2 separate regions of the Anser cygnoides genome follow, and region 2 is linked to region 1. A link is a contact called in public Hi-C data. All regions are on one chromosome and are shown on one strand. Each heading gives the region's core, a stretch centred on a gene start, on an enhancer-like site or on the middle of the called end of the contact. The rest is flanking DNA. Distances are from core to core; before and after follow the strand shown. Region 1 holds the start of KSR1 (kinase suppressor of ras 1). Region 2 overlaps KSR1 (kinase suppressor of ras 1).

Region 1 (2,700 bases), core at 107-2,606:
GAAGGAAGAATGATAGATTTCTAAGAGGCAGTGCCAAGAGCTACCACCTATTGTTTCACAAATTTTTTCCAGCCTTCATTTCTTAAGCGATGTGTTTTACAGCACGTGTGTTTGTTAGAGCTACGCGGTTGTAAGGATTTTCCTTCCTTGAGCCTGATGCTCTAGCTCGATGGCCCCCAGCGTCAGGCTAGAGGAAGGGACCACGGGCCTTCGCGTGAGGCTCCTGCTCAAGGACGGCGCTGGGTGGGAACCGCTTGCTCTGCCCAGAGCAGCATCACCTGCACACGAGGCGAAACACGGGGGGTTATTAAGTACCTAAAGCTCAAACGAACCAAACAAAACCAAATCCAAATTCCCTTTCTAAATACTCGCGCAGACCCGTGTGCAGACTCAGCCCTCATCCGGGAGCACCGCGCGTCTGGTGCACGAACAGTGTCACAGAACCTCCCCGAGCAGCACGACCTCTCTCCCACACGGGCCGCGACGCTGCTCGCCCGCCGCACCGGGGCGAACAGGGCGGGCTCCGATCGGCAAACCGAGCCGGGGCCGAGCGGCGGGCCTGGAAGGGCGCCCCGGGAGCACACCCAGCGACCTGGGCACACCTCGGCCCGCCCGGGGCAGCCCCCGGCCTCCGCCGGTGTCCCGTCCCCCCCCCCCCCCGCCCCGCGCCCGCCCCGCGGGGAGGCCGAGCGCCGCCGGAGGGCCGCGGGGCCGCGCAGCGCGCGCACGGCAGCGAAACGCGGCCCCCCCCACCCTCCCTCCCCGCGGGCCCGGCGCTCCCCGCACCTGTCCCCGGCTGCCGGCCTCCGCCTCCGCCCTCCCGGCACCGGCAGCCCGCGGGATGCCCCCGGCCGGGGGTCCCTGGCAGCGCCCGCCGGGCCCCGCGGCCGCCCCCCCGCCGCCCCCGTCCGGCGGGGCAGGGGCAAGGAGCGCCCCGGGGCCGGGGGAGGCGGCGGGGAGGGGGCAGGCCTCGGGCCCCCGCTGCGGACACCTCCCCCCCCCCCCGCACCCCGGCCCCGTACCTCCAGGGTGCGGATCTCCTGCTGGGTGAGGTCGTTGGAGGCGGCGCACTTGGTGCGGAGCCCGCGCAGGTTGGACAGCGAGATGTCGATGAGGTCCTGGAGCAGCCCGCACTGCTGCAGCGTGCTCCGCACGGCCGGCAAGCCCCGCGCCGCCGGACACGGACCCGCACCCGCACCCGCCCGGGGCCCCGCGCCGCCGCCGGCCGCCGCCGCCTCGCCGCCGCTCCGCTCCTTCCTCTCCAGCATGCCGGCGGCTCGCAGGGCAGCCGCTCTATCCATTCCTCGGCATCGGGAGGCCGGCGAGGAGAGGCGGCGGCGGCGGGGGGAGCGGCGGGCGGGCTGAGAGGGAAGGCGGGCGGCAGGGAGGGAGGGAAGGCGGGAAGGCGGCGGCTCGCCCCGCCCCGCCCCGCCCCGCCTCGCCTCAGCGCGGCTCTCCCCGGGCTGTCGCCGCGCAGTGACAGGCACGGGGCCCGGCTTCGCCTGCGGCCGGCCCGCCTCAGCTCCCCGCTGCCCTCTCGGTCCCCCGCAGAGCCCCTCGGCCCCGCCGCCGTGCCGGCCTCGCGCTGAGGGAGCCGTGAGCGAGCCCTGAGGGGGCCCTGGCGCAGGCCCGCCCGAGCGGGAGGCACCGGCGCGGGGCGGCGCCTTCACCTCAGCACCTGAGGGGCGGCGCCGGGCGGCCGCAGCGCCCTGCCGTGGGCCAGGGCTCCGGCCATTCCTGCACCTGCGGGTGCCAAACGCTGTGAGGAGGTTAGCGAAGGTTAAAAACGGCATCAGAAGTGTGTTTTCAGACTGTCACGGTGTGAGGAGAGGAGCCGGGCCCTCACTGACAGGGCTCTGCCGTTACACCACGGTGTAAAATACGGTGTAAAACGCTACACCACGGTGTAAAATAAATACCAGCCATGTTCTCGCCATAACCAAGTTGCCTACTAAGGCCGTAGAGTGCTCTCCTGAAGTAGCCTTTCCCAGATGTTCTATAAATCGGCCAGATACATGTTTTATTTGACATAAACGTCTACCTAGTAAAGAATAAGTGCAGGTCTAGCACATGAAGTGGGCATTATTATAAACATCTTGTAGTGAATATAAACACTCGAGTGCAGGAGTTGTACGGGTTCACTCATATCATGAATAGGAGGGAAATTTATTACGGCCTTGTGGAACCGCCGTGGACAAAGCTTTCAGCACAGGACCTCGAGGAAGCCGGTGCGGGGAGCTGCGAGTCCTGGCTGCCTGGGGACCTGCACAGGGCCGATGTATTGCGGTAGGTAGGAGATGTCACTGCAGGAATAATGCCTCCCCGCTATTAGCAGGGTGACGGCTGTTCGTCTCATGTGAGGGATCCAGAAGGGCAATTTAGTTGCACCCTGCTGGCAGAAGATTGCCTCTTTAATTTGTGAGAGATTGACACCAGATTTTAAAAGCTAAAATGATACCCGAGCCACATGTGGCAATACAGTAAAGAGGTTTATGCAAAAAAGGAGGGAATACACTATGAATGTAGGGCATGAGGCAGTGGAGCAGGGCAAATCTGTTGACACAGCTGTTTTTCTCATGATTGGATGGGTATTGGTATATCTGTTAGCTTGGCTGCATTTGCATCGAGTAGTGTGGCATAAACTGTTCAGTAATTTTCTTAAGCAGGTGGATCAGGCTAAGTATTTGATTCCATTGCCAT
Region 2 (2,892 bases), core at 294-2,793, 41 kb before region 1:
CTTTGCACGACACAAAAGTAACCAGTAACTTATTAGAGCTATTAGCAAGTCAATCAGTAAAGTGAAAGAGACTACGATTTCCCCAGGAAAGCAGAGCACTTCCTTCATAGCCCGGTCCCTAGCCCAGGCTTCAACAGCCTGCACGAGCAGACGCGAGCAGGGCCAGGTGGGCTGGATGCCCCCTGGGGATCCGACTTCCTCAGCACGGCTCTGTGGCAGGCCCCAGCACCGCCGAGCACCGCTGACCTGCAGCGCTAACGCTCGGGTTAACGGCTGGCACCGGGTATCGAGGCTCAGCAGCTGGTGGTGTTTGGACTGCCACAAATGACAGGTGAGCCTCAATGCTTTGTAAAAGCAAGTGTGGCATCAGATACTGAAAAGGGTTCTCTCTGCCCAGTTTAGAAATCACAGGAAAGCAAATCCCAACTTTATATATGCTTTAAACACATGGAGGGTAGAAGAAAGAAGGAAGTCAGTTTGTTCTGCAAGCCTGTGTCCACTCAAGTAGCCGTGATGCAGTCAGGTTTTGTCTGCTCTCCTTCCCCAAGAAGGGCAAAGTACAGGAGTTACCTAGGACCTGTGCTACAGCACCTGTGACAAGAGCCTTACACCCATGCAGTTAGTCGTCAACGGAGTAAGGAATGGCCCTTTAGGCCTTTATACTGAAAAAACTGAGTACATATTGAAAGTGAACTTCAAGTTGTATCAATGAGGAGGAGCTGACTATTTTTACTTACCCCAAATTAGCTCTCCTGGTTGTGCAAGTATCTACAAGGCTTAACTGGGGAATTCCCATTCCCTGCTGTAAGAGGTATGTGGAATGGCATCTCGGCTTAGCTCCTGGCTTTCTGAGCACAGCACTCACGCCCAAGGGACAACTCACAAGCACAGAATTGTTGTCACAAGCACTACAGATGTGGGAGGGTGGTGGGGAGGGGTGGCTGCAATATTCATGGAGTGGCCGTGGTCCTGCACAGCGTCGTTCAGAGCCTCACAGGCCCTTCTCTCCTTCCCAGAGGAGCACAATTGACATTTACTGGCACAGAGAACTTGACATTTTTGTCCCAGTGCAGCTTCATGGTTAAACTCCAGGATTGCCCATTCTTGCAAATCTGACAGCGTTTAGTGCTTTTCTTTTTTAAAGATCAACCCCCTGCAACAAGGAATCTCCAGCTTTCACTTTAGTTTCCAAGCCTTCCTAGTTGTACAGAAAAAAATTAAGATCAATTTTTGAAAAACAAAACAATCCAAACTATTGATCTTCTTTGAAGTGTCGGGGCATTTTTTTCCCTTTCCCTTACTCATCTGCAGTACACAACCACTAGGGAGGGCTTGAACTCGATCACCCCGAGCTGCCTGGTTTCACTTCCTCAGCAGGTCTGTGCCCTGCAGCCCAACGCGTGGCCACGAGCAGTCACCAGTCACCGGCAGCCCTGGCTCTGCGCTGCCCACGTTGCTCCCTGTCCCAGGCAGTTTCACACAGACACACACCCCGGCGAACAGCCCAGCCTGCTGCTGGCTTGTCCCTGTCCTGGGCCAGCATATAAAGCCCAATTTACTCTTTTGCTTGATAGTTTAATTTTGGAAAAACAGACCAGCAAGTTGTAGGAAAGTATAAGCACAGAAAAGGAGATTATAGTTAAACAATCCCAATGACCTTGAGCTGGGAGCTCAGACTTTCTGAACCTGCTGCCAGTCCCCATGACACGCGACAAAAGAAATAAGCTTTTGAAGAGGGGGAGGGAGGGGAAGTAAGAGGCTTTCATTAAAGAGCCACTCATGTGCTGCACACATACGGTGGCTTAATATAAAACTGGTCAACCTGAGCCCTGCAAGATTGGCCTTATATAATTTATCTCTGTGTTAGCCCCCTCAGCCTCTGTGAAAATGATGAGGGTCACTGGTTCAAGACGGATCTTACAACAGAGCCGATCGGTGCCAGTGCCCTGGCTGAGCGGGTGAGCTGGGAGGGAGGAGGCCCTGGGAGGTGGGCTCCAGCCCCCTTGGTGCAAGGCAATTCTGGGCACCTGGAAAGCAGTCGCTGCCCATCTGCAGCACTGAGGACCAATGTGTGTCCAACAGAGAAATGTGGGTCTCCACCTGCCTCTTCATGGGTGCTGCAGCTTTAAAAAAATGCATCTTTAAAAAAAAAAAACAACCATGCAGCTTACAGGCTTGCTTTAGGGCCGATAGAGGTACCATCTCCCTCAGCACACTTGCCTCGACTACAGAATGACATGTCAAGCTGTGAGACATTCACATGCTACTCTAATAGGGCCAAACTGAGAGAAAAAAAAAAAAAGGCAGGAGATAGAACCTGCTTTCAATCTTTCCGCACCTAGAAGTGGCAACAGCAAAACCTGAAGCCTTACTCACCACACACCGCTCAGCCCAAACCAGGAAATCAGCCCTCTCTACAGCAGGTGAGAGGACTTTTCTACAAAGCCTGCCTGCTTGTCAGACACACAGACTGTGCACTTCACAGTGTGCATGTTTAAAAGGGAGAAAAGCAAACCAGAGTGTCCAAGAGGCCACCCAACCTATTCTAAATTAGCAAGGGTGAAGAGTTCAAGATAGTGTAAGGAGGTCTTTAATCTTGTCTACTGTCCAACTTAAATCCTTGAAACATGGCAAAAAAGCTGATATCTAACACAGTGGATGAGGTATTTTTGGTAAAGACTCTTTCTTCCCTGCAGATAAGCCTACAGAGCTAATGCTGCTGCTAGCACTTGGAAAAATCAGTCTGACCTGCCCCTCAACCTAGTAGACATGGCTCTTCCTATAAAGCCAGACAGCTGACGAGGCCTGAAGTGCTGCCTCTTAAATCAATACGTTCCCTCACCAGTCATCCTCCCCTAAAGCAGCAGATGCTAGGAGGGAAAGCCCATTACA

The links. Hi-C and Micro-C count contacts between places; a contact is called where the count stands out from the background.
Region 2: a Hi-C map of liver shows a contact between it and region 1, with 2.3 times the contacts expected there. The contact joins the enhancer-like site here to the promoter of KSR1 in region 1. A contact is called at or near these places in 5 of 7 Hi-C or Micro-C datasets (fetal liver, granulosa cells and liver).

The regions. Positions count from the first base shown.
Region 1 is chr18:12,067,948-12,070,647 of Taihu_goose_T2T_genome, reverse strand. It overlaps KSR1 (kinase suppressor of ras 1), which reads right to left and starts at 1,356. Exons shown (of 19, transcript XM_066979825.1): 1 at 1,023-1,356. The coding sequence starts at 1,301. It overlaps LOC106043768 (a long non-coding RNA gene), which reads left to right and starts at 1,384. Exons shown (of 6, transcript XR_010825798.1): 1 at 1,384-2,286.
Region 2 is chr18:12,109,267-12,112,158 of Taihu_goose_T2T_genome, reverse strand. The region is part of intron 2 of KSR1 (kinase suppressor of ras 1); the gene reads right to left. Among named protein-coding and RNA genes, the nearest start is that of KSR1, 41 kb to the right of the region's middle. Within about 2 kb of position 1,543, at least 1 of the 3 cell types and tissues checked has open chromatin away from gene starts, as enhancers often do. A contact at or near this core is called in liver, where this site is marked.